Linked DNA regions of Zea mays: region 1 is linked to region 2. Evidence: chromatin contacts called from public Hi-C data. All regions are on one chromosome and are shown on one strand. The core of a region is the stretch at or near the end of the contact, and the rest is flanking DNA. Distances in the headings are between cores, read along the strand shown. Region 1 holds the start of LOC100383529 (Acidic leucine-rich nuclear phosphoprotein 32-related protein). Region 2 has its middle 38 kb from the start of LOC103633411.

Region 1 (7,101 bases), core at 2,192-4,691, 88 kb after region 2:
GCCCGTGGCTGGTGCCGTGTGCCCGCGCCGTTGGGTGGCCGAGGCCGAGGCCGGCCACGCCCGCCGTTGTCGAATCCGCGCCGACGGCCCGCGTGGCCGGGTCGCGCTCACTCGCGCAGAGGATCCGAGCGCCCGTGGTCGAGGCCGTGCACTCGTGCCGCACGCCACGCTGGGCCGAGTGCCTGTGGCCAGGGACGCGCGCCCGGTCCGGGGCCGAGCGCCTGCGCCGGGTCACGCTCATGCCGGCGAGCGCGCCCATGTAGTTACGACCGCTCCCGAGCAGGTGCGAACCGCCATGGCCGATCGTCGTCGGACAACGTCATCGACGTCACTAACTATGTGTTTGGTTTGAGGAATAAGCTAGTCCATTATTTTCCCACTCCTTATTTTTTTGTTTGGTTTGTGGAATGGAATGATTTGATCCATCACCACCTCATCACTCATAGTTAGTTAGTACTAATATGGGGAATGTGGTCATCCCACCAAATTTGGAATGGACCCATGATGCACCATCTCATTTTGGATGGAGTGATTTATCAAACCAAACACCCCTTAAGTTCTTCACTCAAACGACGAACGCAAAGAGGAATGATAGATTCCATACATTCCTGTTGTTCTAGAGGCCGAGCCCTCCAATCTTGTCAAAAACAGCGAGTGTTCTTCCCCTTCTGTTCTTCCCTCCAACCGCAACTTCTCTCAGTTCTCACGAGCAGTGCTGATAACGTATTACAGTTCAGTGAAAACGAGATTCGAGAGAATAGTGCAAATAACAGTTGTTCCTTTATTACAACAGAGATTATATTTATATACATATGAAGGAGTGCATTCTCAAAAGATGTATCCCTTGAGAATCATCTGTCGCACCCCTTGAATTGATCACAAATATAATATTTTACTAGGTGTGTGTCCGTGCGTTGCAACGGGAGTACGCTGAGATGAGCATCGACACATATCTGATCGAATCTTATAGTTTCTTGGAGGTATGGAGAAAGTTTGCTCGGAAGCTAAACAAGTTAAGACCTGAGCATGTGTTACCCTTGTGCCCCATCAGCACACTATTCCGCGCTTGTATGAGTCTTGCATTGATGTCACACAAAATGTAATGTTGCCTGTCACGATAACGTGGTTCCATCGGGAATTTAACTTCAACTCGAGCGACAATACTATACTTCCGTTGTAGCCCATAAAAATATGTATCGCTATAGTCGTCGAACAACTTGAAGCTATATTAAACATGCGACTAAATAACATTCATAAATTTGATAGCAAAATCTTGTGTTAACTATTGTTTATAATATAACTTACATAGCCATCCTTTTTTCTTGTCCAATGCAACTCTTTCACGGTTCAATACGACTGGCTCCATCAAAACCTTTTATCATTAGAAAATATTTAAAACTAAATTGTAAAATGGTCCAATGCATTGATATAGCACGACGTAGGAGCAGTGTGGGTTGGTTGGTTGAGCATTTATTTTGGACTGTAGGTGTGACTGTGATTAAGGCTTGTAGTTCACGAGTCTGTAGCTCATGCAGAGGTGGATGACATGCATGATTGCGTCTGACGACTTTGTATTGCCCAGTTGGTGCTCAAGTACGGTGTCTGCAGCTCATACTAAATACCTTTAATGACACAATGCCTAAAACCTCACTAGCAGTTGAAAAGAACAAACCTAATACAATGGTGCGTTTTCAGCAATTCCAAACAAACCAAACAAGGTAGATTGGCAATTTTCTAACTTCATGGAGCACAAGCGAGTCACTTGAAACCCTAATACTTTTTCAAGCATCTGAAGCGCAGTAGCGATATTGTATTGTATTTTTCTTGTAACAAAAGCTGATTTGGCTACGTATATAGAACGTATCTGATTCCCAACCCTAAGATTTATACCAATTATGAATGCATAGAACCATTAAATTTTCAAACATTTAAACATGTGACAGACGTTTCAAAGATTGGGCCTTCGTGATTCAACCGTGTGAGATACAACAGTAAAAAAGACACCAAAATTGAGAAAGATCGCAAGCAGGTCCTCAACAAATAATGAAATACGGATGGAACAAGAACGGGCAATGCAGTTTCTTTATTTTCCTACACCAAATACATATGTTACAAACACAATGTAATAATACAAGTACTTCGCTGTCTCGGTTGGGAATGCAAAAACAAAAGGTCTTCTCAGAGGAACGAAGTTTTAGCAGTAGCAATTCCAAGGGCCAAACTGTTGTAAAACAGTGGTGGTACACCATCCAAACACAACAGTATGAAAAAAGGGGCATCAACATTAGGCATGAACAACATCTGCAACAGATACTTGCAAGCACAACAACCTGCCCCCTCGTCTCTAATTATCTTGGTAACCTGCGACACAACAAAGTACTAGAGGCCGAGCGCAAAGAGGAACGATAGATTCCATACATTCCTGTCGTTCTAGAGGCCGAGCCCTCCAATCTTGTCAAAAACAGCGAGTGTTCTTCCCCTTCTGTTCTTCCCTCCAACCGCAACTTCTCTCTGTTATCACGAGCAGTGCTGATAACGTATTACAGTTCAGTGAAAACGAGATTCGAGAGAATAGTGCAAATGACAGTTTTTCCTTTATTACAACAGAGATTATATTTATATATATATGAAGGAGTACATTGTCAAAAAATGTATCCTTAAGAATCATCTGTCGCACCCCTTGAATTGATCACAAATATAATATTTTATAACACCCCTGCAAAGATCCTCTCAACTCTCAACTCTCAACCCGGGACGTGCCGTGTTCCCCAAACCGTCGCCACTGCAGACCAGTCCAACGCTGAGCCGGATCCACATCAACTAGTGCCAAACTGTCAGGGCCAGCCGCCCTCCGGGGGCCCCACTGCCAGTCTGCGCGGCCCTCTACTCCACCGCACCGGGTAAAGGGTAGGCAGAAGAAACTAGACGCAAGTCCACACCAATCCGACGGCCTACGCTGCCTCGATGTAATCGCACGGTACTCGGCTCAGAGCTGTCTATTTCTGAACTGTTTGCTATCAAGCCACTTCCACTGTGGGCCCATATATCTTGGCCAGCTCTGTCAGTGATGTCCAATACCCAAACCCGAGGTACGCCTGGGCCCAGCAATTAACTAATAATATCTCGTGCTAAAAAAACAGAGACGAAAAAAAAAGAAAAACAAGGCAGGAGAAAAAGATGCTTTTGGCATCATCCAGCCCACCACGTCTCTCCCGCTCTCCGGCCCGCTCTCCACCCACCCCCTCTCAAAAGAAACACACGCCCCTCGGATACCGCCACGTCAGCGATCCGCGCCTCTCGATCCGAGCACTCGCATTGGCCGCGCGCGAGACCCACTAGCCAACCTCCCTGCGCCTGGTCCAGGGCGCGCCCCGTGAACCGCTCCCCTCTTCCCCCAATGGCGAGGAAAACACCCACCCCGTATAAGATCACTCTGTATTTCAAATCCCCTCGCATCCAAACACTTCCGTGGAAAAAAAACAATTAATAATTTATTACTGGCAGAAGGGGGAAGAAGAGATGGTGGACGAGGCATGGGAGCGGGCGGTGGAGGCGGCGCTGCACGCCGGCGGCGAGGGGAGCTCGTCGCCGGCGCGGAGCCTGACGCTTGACGGCGCCGTCAAGTGCACGCACGGGCGGCTGCCGGCGGCAGAGATACTGGAGCGGCACCAGAGCCTGGAGCACCTTTCGATCGCTGGCGTCGGGGTCACGTCGCTCGAGGGTTTCCCGCGGCTGCGGAACCTCACGCGGCTCACCCTCTCCGACAACCGCATCGCCGGCGGTCTCGACCACCTCGTCGCCGCTGGCCTGTCCTCGCTGCGGGACCTCGACCTCAGCAACAACCGCATCCAGGACGTTGACGACCTCGCGCCACTCGCCGACCTGCGCCTCGTCTCGCTCGACCTCTACGAGTGCCCCGTTACCCGTGTCAAGGACTACAGATCCAGGGTCTTCGAGATGATCCGGACGCTCAAATACCTGGACAAGATGGATGCCGACGAGAACGAGCGCCCCGAGTCCGATGACGACGATGACGACGGCGAGGGCGATGGCGAGGGCGATGGCGACGATGATGACGAAGATGAAGAAGACGAGGAAGACCCTGGGAGCGGCGAGGTAGCGAACGGCGGCGTCGCCCATGCGCGCGCGGGCGTGCCCTCGCACCCGGTGGAGGTGAATGGGGTGATCGATGTGGACGAGGAGGAGAGCGACGCTGACGAGGTCATCCCGAACGGTGGTGTCGAGCACAGCCATGGCGCAAACGGGTTTCGTGTCGCGGCTGCTGGCGAAGCCCGTGGCGAGGAGGATGAGGACGTGGAGGAAGATGACGACGACGACGATGACTTTGAGGAGGAGGATTTGGGGGAGGAGATTGATGAGGATGTTGATGACGAGGATGCTGTTGTGGAGGTGCATGATGTACCAAGTAGTGACGAGGAGGAAGATGGCGTGGAGGAGGATGAGGAAGAAGAGGATGAGGACGAAGATGATGAAGAAGAGGAGGAGGTTGAGGATGAAGGTGAAGAGGCGGAGCCACAGAGCAGTGGTAGGGTTGCCATGATGACAGGCGAGGATGAAGGAGAAGAGATAGATGGGCATGAACATGGAGAAGGGGACGATGAGGATGAAAATGGTGAGATTGGTGAAGAGGATGAGGAGGGATTGGAGGTGGGGAATGATGACGACGAAGACGACGCAGATGCGGATGATGAGGTATATCACATTGATTTTCTTGCAGGCGTTTCAAGTGCTTTTCCATTTATTGCAATTTCCTGTTTACTCAGTTGTTAATCTTTTTACGGTTATCTATTTGTTTATATCACTGCAGATGACATAACATGCATTTTGTTTTTTTAGTATAGTATTGTGAAAGTTGGCTCTTAGCGAAATTAATTTGTCACGGTGTTGCTCTTGTATCTGCTAGTGAGCTGCCTAGGATCATCCGGGAGAGCTGTAGAGCACCGTGGCGGTTGCTGAACACATCTATAGCATATTTTCCTGCGGTTTAATAATTTTATTATAACTTCTATCTGCGTATAGTCAGTGCTGGTAAATCTGAACTTTTTATACCTAGTGAACTGTAGATATGGTGGTATGGCCTAAAATGACAATGACTGGGGTATTAGTATGTTGGTTTTGGAAGTCTGTAAATTTTATTTGTTTGTCTATGATCTGCTGGATGATTAGCTCGTGTGCATTTACATTTGGCAATCATAGATCTTGATGCATTTGGTTTAAAGAGCCTTTTGGCTATTATCTGTTTATGCATATTTTTTTGGCATGCGTCTGTTGTGAATTATTCCTGTTTTAGTGAGGTTAGAATTTTTAGGATATCCCCCTTCGTGCAATGCAACTGTATTTTTGCACTCTTGTCCATATTACTGTTTAAGATTTTTTATTGTTTGTGATTTGTGGTGATGACCACATTAGGCCTTGTTCGGTTATTCCCATTACACATGGATTGGATGTGATTGAAAAAAATTAAGAAGAAATTTGACTTGCTTGGGATTTAAACCCACTCCATCCACATGGATTGCGAGCGAACCGAACAAGCCCTTAAGGAGTTCTTGATGAACTTGAGCACTTTGTGCCGCGCCTATGTCATCTGCCCATCTTCAGATGGTAGATGAAATACTGATGGAGTTGTGCCTGAACATGTCAATGCATATATGTTCTTCTTGCCATGCGTTTTACCATAATATGTTCCTTTGAAATCTGCTAATCTGTGTAATCAAAAGATTTTATGACTGCTTTGCTCATTAAAATGGTGCCTCTGCCATGAACTGGTTGCTTTTTAAATAAATGCTATTCTTAACTACCTGCTTGTCATCATCTTTAAAGATTGTCCGAATCCCTAACAAGCTCTATATCTACTTGTTATCTAGTTTTTTTTCTCCAAAATATTTCATGCGATCATTCTTGCGATGGTGTATGTTTAGTATTTTGTTGCCTTAATCTTGGATTGCCTGTGAACTTGTGATGGTGGTTCTTTTGGTACATGTTGAACAAGTATTCCTGAACTGTACTGTATATAAGATTGCCTATTAGTATTCTGTTTTCTCAATGCTATCTGGTTTTTTTTTTTTGCTTAGAATTGATTATCTGCATGTTTGCCAAAACTTGAGTTGCTGGGCCTTCTGTACAAAGGAATCTGGTCTATATTTATGGCCATCTGCATTCCACTTCCAGTCCATTCTAACAATATTTTTTTTGTTTGAGTTTTTGAGAGATTTCTTTCATGGCATGGAGTAAGAAATTCGGTTCTAATTAAGGTTTATTGCAAAATTTTATCTTCAGGATGAAGATACTGAATATCTTGTGCAACCAATCGCTCAGCCTCAAGCCATGGCTATTGGAAGTGAATTAGATGGAGTTGACCCTGATGATGCTGACGAGGACAAGGAAGAAGTCGACAACGATGATGATGGGGCCACAGATCAGCCTTCATCCTCGCATGGAGCCAAGCGGAAGAGAGATGATGATGATCTGTCAGGCAGTGGTGATGACAGTGAGGATGACGGTGTTGAGGACTTGAGGCCCTTCAAGCACAAGTGATGGAGCAGCCAATGTACATGGATCCCTCCCTCCCCCTTCTTCAGCTAGAAGTAAGCAGCAAGATCAGCAGCAGCAGGAGGAGGCAGCAGGAACAGAAATATGGTGGGTTTCCCCTGTCTTCTTTTTAATTGTTTTTTCTTGTAAAAACTTTGAATTGAGAGAGAGCTTCTGCCTCCTTGGAATAGCAGATTTTAGGAGGTAATGGAGAGAAACACCTTGTGTAGCCTAGTAGGCCAGTAGGTAACCAGTTCGGTTCTTCAGTCTCTCACCTTGCCGGCAAGCCCCCTTTTGTGTTCGATTTTTCCCTCCAACTTTCAAATGGTAGTTGCAACCGTGGGGCTTCCCTCCATCCTTTGAAATTTCTGTTGCACTGGCCGTGTAGGGTTGCACAAACTGTAGTTTCCCTCCAAAAGAAAGCCCGGGAAATGCCCCCCCTTTCAAATGCCCATGGTAGCCGTTGCCCCCATTTGAATTCTTGAGGTACTGCACCTCCAATCGGCTGAATTGCTTTCTGTTATGGTTACTGCTTTGAGATAGGTGAAATGG
Region 2 (6,572 bases), core at 2,076-4,575:
GCCTGGGGTGGTAGCCTCGGCGCACCCTCTCGTCGAGGTGGGCCCGACTGTCGCGGTGATGGTGCTCATTGCCGAGGCGACCCAGGGCCGCAGGCGCTGTGTCGCGCGTGCGCCCGGTGTGGACCGAGGCTTCCCGCATGAATCGGGAAGTCGCGGCGCGATGTTCCGAGGGGTACCCCTGCCTTCGGGAGGCGGAGTTTTCGGCCTGTCGGACCGCGGTGCCCTCCAGGAGATTCTTGAGCTCTCCCTAAATCCGCCGCCCCTCGGTGGTTGATAGCTCCGGCATCGCGCGGAGAAGCATTGCTGCTGCAGCCACTGGAAGCGGGTGGCGGCCTTACCCTGACATCGTCGGTGATGCGGTGCTGGATACCCTGGGGTAGATGGCGCACTTCTCCGGCCGGAGGTTGGCCCGCCCATTCCTGCCTGATGTCCCGGCGGATCGGCTCAAGCGTTCCTGCTCCCTCGCCGAGCCTGGCCTGCACCCCGCGGATTTGCTCGAGCTGTGGGTCATGACCCCCCGCCTAAACGGGGACCACAACTAGCTCTCGTAGGATGTCAACGCGAGGCACAGGCCTAGGGAGATCACCGTTCTCCGGCACACCAAGATGGTTGCCTTCGGAGGGACCCCCTAGATCGACGTGGAAACATTCACGACTTGGGCCGCAGTCCTCGTCGCCGAGGCTGCGGCTACTGTCGAAACAGTCGGAAAGGCAGTAGTCGCATGCGGTCATGAAGTCCCGCATGGCACTGGGGTTACCAAGTCCGGAGAAATCCCAACAGAAGTCGGACACGTCATCTTCCTCGGACCCCGAGGGCCCGTAGGTCGAGACGTCTGTCAGCCGGTCCAAGGGTGACCGCATACGAAACCCCAGAGGGTTTGGACTCGCCTCTACAAGAGCGTCCGCCAAAGCGAAGTCGCTTGGCGGGTCGAGGCTGAATCCAAAGGGCGTGAGATGGGAATCGGTGGGTACCTCTTGGTCGACGGGCGGTGACGAAGTCACGTCAGGGACTGACTGCATCGTCGTCTCAGGTACGAGGGTGACGCCCAACAAGCCTTTCGCGAGCGTGCTGGCGTCGTCCGTTTGCTTGGAATTGGCGTGTTGCGGGGAGTCGGCGCTCGTCTTCGTCTCAAACGCGAGGTCGATGCCCGACGTGCCCCCCGTTAGGGCGCCGGCGCCGTCGACTCGCTCGACAGCCGACGAGGTGCCGCCTCCTGCCTGGCCTTGGTTGCCCTGTCTCCTCCTCCGTCGGCGGGGGAGAGGGCGGGGTGAGCTCGAATGTTGTTCTTCCACCACGCGGGGAAGACGTCGTCGATTCCGCCGCCGGTGGGCGGGCTGTCGGTCGCCATTGTCGCTGTCGCACGGCGGGGGAAGGAGTATCATGCTGTAGCTGCCGTTGAGGGACATGAACTCAAGACTCCCGAAACGGAGCACCGTCCCGGGCTGGAAAGGTTGCTGGAAACTGCCCATCTAGAGCTTGACGGGAAGCTATTTGTCAACACGCAGCAGGCCCCTACCTGGCGCGCCAACTGTCGGCGTTTCGAGACCGGGGGGGTCCCTGGGCCGACGAGTGAAGATGTCGCCGCGTGCCCCAGCCCAGATGGGTCGGCGCGAGACGGAGCGCGAAGGGGGGAAAAAGGCAGCCGGAGCGAGAGAGAGATAGGTGGGAATCCCGCGGTCTTCGTGTTTGTCCCGCGCCCGGGTCGGGTGCGCTTGCAGTAGGGGGTTACAAGCGTCCACGCGGGAGGGGAGCGAGCGGCCTCACGCGGGCGCCTGTCCCGTCCTCTTCCCCGCGCGGCCAACCCTCTGTAAGAGGGCCCTGGTCCTTCCTTTTATAGGCGTAAGGAGAGGATCCAGGTGTACAATGGGGGGTGTAGCAGAGTGCTAACGTGTCTAGCGGAGGAGAGCTAGTGCCCTAAGTACATGCCATCGTGGCAGCCGGAGAGGTTTTGGCACCCGGTTCGTGTGGTGTCGTGGCCGTCGGAGGAGCGCTGGAGCCTGGCGGAAGGACAGCTGTCGGGGCTGTCGAGTCCTTGTTGACGTCCTCTTGCTTCCGTAAGGGGGCTGGGAGCCGCTGTCGTCATAGAGCGTGTGGGGCGCCATCATTACTTGTCTGGCGCAGCGAGCCAGATGGGACGCTGGTCTTGTTCCCCGTAGCCTGAGTCAGCTTGGGGTAGGGTAATGATGGCGCCTCCTGTTGACGTGGTCGGTCCGTGCCCTAGGTTGGGCGATGTGGAGGCTCCTCCGAGGTCGAGGTCGAGTCTGTCTTCCGAGGCCAAGGTCGAGTCCGAGCCCCTGGGTCGGGCGAGGCGGAGACCGTCGGCGGAGGCCAGGGCTGAGTCCGAGCTCTATGGTCGGGCGAAGCGGAGTTCGTCGTCTTCCGGGGCTGAGCCCGAGTCCGAGCCCTGGGTCGGGCGAAGCGGAGTTCGTCGTCTTCCGGGGCTGAGCCTGAGTCCGAGCCCTGGGTCGGGCGGAGCGGAGTTCGCCGTCTTCTGGGGCTGAGCCCGAGTCCGAGCCCTGGGTCGGGCGGAGCGGAGTTCGTCGTCTTCCGGGGCTGAGCCCGAGTCCGAGCCCTGGGTCGGGCGAAGCGGAGTTTCCTATGGTGCCTGAGGCCGGGCCTGACTGCCTGTCAGCCTCACTCTGTCGAGTGGCACAGCAGTCGGAGCGGCGCAGGCGGCGCTGTCCTTCTGTCAGGCCGGTTAGTGGAGCGGCGAAGTGACTGCGGTCACTTCGGCTCTGTCGACTGGAGGTCGTGCGTCAGGATAAAGGTGTCAGGTCACCTTTACATTAAATGCCCCTGCGATTTGGTCGGTTGGCGTGGCGTTTTGGCCAGGGTTGCTTCTTGGCGAAGACTAGGCCTCGGGCGAGCCGAAAGTATGTTCGTCGCTGGAGGGGGGCCTCAGGCGAGACGGAAATCCTCCGGGGTCGGCTGCCCTTGCCCGAGGCTAGGCTCGGGCGAGGCGTGACCGAGTCCCTCGAATGGACCGATCTCTGACTTAGTCGCACCCATCAGACCTTTGCAGCTTTGTGCTGATGGGGTTACCAGCTGAGAATTAGGAGTCATGAGGGTACACCTAATTATGGTCCCGATAAGATACATAAAATAATAATTAATAATAATATGAGTATATGACATATGAAAGTTTAGATATTTCGGGTATTCGATTATGATATCCGAATTACTCAAATTAAGTTCGGGTTTCATAAGTTGTTACCCAAAATTTCGAAACAAAATTTGGATTTCGGGGTTTCGCCGACCTGTTCGGTACGCGATCGGCTCCGCTCCTGTTCGCATGGCCCAGCCGGCCCCCTCTGCACGCGCTCCCGTTACCTCCGCTGACGTTCACATGGGCCGCGCTCGCGTGGGCTTTCCTCCGCTCCCGTCCACACCGGTTCCGTCGGCATGCATGCAGCCGCGCGTTGACATCGATGAATGCATATCCTTCTCAAAACAAACAAACAAACAAACGTGACGAATGCATAGAGAAAAGAAATAAAACAAAAATAGGAGCAAAACGTGATGAATGCATGCAATCGGGTAGATAATAATCGGTCTGTTAGAATAAATTAAATATTTAAAAATATATGTATGGAATTTGGTGATGACCTTTTCTTATGTTACAAACAAGAATAAAATATTGAATAAATTGTTTTATACATTATTTGCTCACTACAACAACAAAAAGACAAACTATCCAAACTCAGTGCTAAAAACAAGTAAACGAATTTGTATAGCAGAATCTATTTTATAATCAAATAAAAAACCAAAAAATTGATATCCAATAAGTATTTGTTTTTATCCCTAGGTCTAAATCGAGGAATCTGATAGAATGTTTTAAAACCAGATATTGTTCTTTTTTTTATTGGGGGTGCTATATGGAAAGACATAGAGTTTCAAGGAATGGTAAAACTAAATCTACTAGAGAAACCCATTTTCAATAGTATAATTTGGGCTACTCGTATATGACGTTCTTGGAACAGTCTGTTTAATTATAAGGACATCTATGTCGAATATGACTCAAGATTTTCCTATTGGTATTAAAGTGGATCCAAGTAGATTAAAGAGGTTGAGTTGTCAAAGACTACTATTTATTTAAACTATTTCTAGTAGACTCTCTTCGATTGAAATCGAAATTCGTTTTAGATAATTATTAAATTCATATAATATTTGATATATGTATTTTATATATGTGTCTAAATTCATTACCATCTATTTGAATATAAACATAAAAATCTAGAACTAAAACTAATACTATTTTGGAACAGACCGAGTGTTTATGATAAAAAAGAAGAGTTGCAAGAGACTAACTCAGACTTGTTGCTAAGTGGAATAATGCAATACAAGACATGAGACATATCTTTCAAAGAAGGCTTTCTCGATAACCCAATTGATTTGGGTACTTTAAATCCATTATTTTACCTATTCAAAGATCAGACTTTTTTCTCTATATTTTCGCAGCAAGAATTCTTTACATATGAAGATGACAAGATGTCAAAGCACCCCATTGCATAACAAAGTTATTCCCCACCACTAAATAACATAAATGCTCTATGCAAGTTGTGAAAATAGTTAAAATGCTAATATTGTACCATTTAATTTCAAAAAATAGTTCACTCCCACAAGAGCAATGTCGTATACAAAAAATATATCATGGAACTTCTTATGAAATATAAACACAAAATAAAATAAAAACGTAAAAGTTGAAAAAAAACATACGGAAAATAACAAGAAAAACCCACATAATAGAAGAAAAAAAGAGTGCATCATATATGAGTAACGCATGAGTAAACCTATTGTGGCTACTTGAATAAACATAAAACATGTATAAAATATCATAATATCACTATTATATGAGTACCTAAAGATAATCACTCAACATCTCTTTTATACTATATAAACATCACAAAATATATTATAGAACATCGTATTTATATTACGTGAACATCACAAATCACTCATAAAATATAGATTTAAAAAAATTAAAAACAATGTAATTAAAGTAAAATAACAATGATAGATCTGTTCAAACGTTGGATCAGGTTTGGGTCGAGTCAAGGTTGGGTCGTGTTGTTTGGCACGACCCTAAACCCGACCCGTGTTTAGTGTTGGGTTGGTTCGTAACTCCCTGTTGGATGTGTTGAGTTGGGTTTTTTTTACTTTGGGTTGAATTTTTTCGGGTTGAGTCAATTTTGAGTTAAAATATATGGTCTGTGCCTGATTCGTGAATTGTTGCGGGTCAAAAAGTATAACTCATACTAGCCTGTTATATTGATTGAGTCGGGTCATGTCAGGATTTTCGAGCGAGAAGTGACTCATGCTCATGTCTATTCGATGGTTGCGACACACATTCTGGCCACGACTTCGAGTCTTTTAGTGTAGGGGTTCTACACATTACACGTTCCCGGTAGATATAATACAAAAATAAAAACCGTAATAATTCTATTAATACTTATTCGGTATGTAAACATTATAGCTCTGTACATGAATTTAGTAAACTTAAATTATTTGACAAAGATGACTAAAATATTAGTTCTTACATGACTAAGGAAGTATAAGGCTGTATCCAGTAACGTCCCCTAAATTCTGTCCTTAAAAAATATTCTCTATCCTTTACATCATACTTTTCCATTTATTTAGTTTTTTTGTTTGTTTTGTTTCCATTCCACGCAATAAAATGGATGCGCAAAAATAGTATATTTAATTAATTTGCAATTAATATGTTATGAAATAATGCGTGATTAATAATTTCGAATTGTAACTATTATTTACCACTCGATGTGATATTTTGTGTAATTGTTGTCGGAACGCCATATAGTTTTTATAGGTTTAAAAATATGTTTCCAGATATACTAGCTTGCACCGTAAGCCACGACACTTATTCAACAAGCCATCGACTAGCTTCGTCTGCACGCCACCACGATGCCTTGTCCCCGAAGCCTATTCATTCTACAAATAAGCACTCATGTTTCAACACTTCACTCCCACTTCACTTACAGAGCTCCACAACCCGTACTTAGAATCCAATGTTCTTCTTAGGATGATGCAAGAAATGGAAGAGGAAGAAGAAGAGTTGGAGATGGCGACATACCTGCATCTTAGAAGGCGTCGTGCATGCAACGAGCGTCGTCACAGTGGTTCCATTCCTAGGCGTGTTCGGATTCATCGTGACCACATGAGCGACGATGCAAGAATCTAAGCGGACTACTTCGGCACCCAACCCGTGTACACGGATGCTCAATTCCGTAGGAGTTATTTCATATACTTCTTACGCACATTCATTGTTACATGTACTTAACTTGATCGAGCCTGACAGTGGCACACATTTATTATATGGTAGGTTCCACATGCGTCGCCATGTGTTTAAGCGCCTTGTTGATGTTGTGCAACAAGTCGATCCTTACTTTATTCAGTGCCCAAACTGTGCCGGTGAGATAGGTCTATCTGCTCTGCAGAAAGTTGTTGCTGTTGTTCGTATCCTTGCTTATGGTATTCCTGCTGATGTCGTCAACGAATACGTACGCATTGGTGAATCTACCGCTCATGAGGCATTGAAACACTTTTGCATGGCCATC

Evidence for each region. Hi-C and Micro-C count contacts between places; a contact is called where the count stands out from the background.
Region 1: a contact with region 2 is called in a Hi-C map of leaf, with 4 times the contacts expected there. The contact joins the promoter of LOC100383529 here to the enhancer-like site in region 2. A contact is called at or near these places in 3 of 25 Hi-C or Micro-C datasets (ear, leaf and tassel).

The regions. Positions count from the first base shown.
Region 1 is chr7:174,065,296-174,072,396 of Zm-B73-REFERENCE-NAM-5.0, forward strand. LOC100383529 (Acidic leucine-rich nuclear phosphoprotein 32-related protein) reads left to right here and starts at 3,442. Exons shown (of 2, transcript NM_001176177.1): 1 at 3,442-4,713; 2 at 6,298-6,777. The coding sequence starts at 3,520. The coding sequence ends at 6,555.
Region 2 is chr7:173,977,801-173,984,372 of Zm-B73-REFERENCE-NAM-5.0, forward strand. No RefSeq gene overlaps it. Among protein-coding and RNA genes, the nearest start is that of LOC103633411, 38 kb to the left of the region's middle. Within about 2 kb of position 3,326, at least 14 of the 20 cell types and tissues checked have an H3K27ac peak or open chromatin away from gene starts, as enhancers often do. A contact at or near this core is called in ear, leaf and tassel, where this site is marked.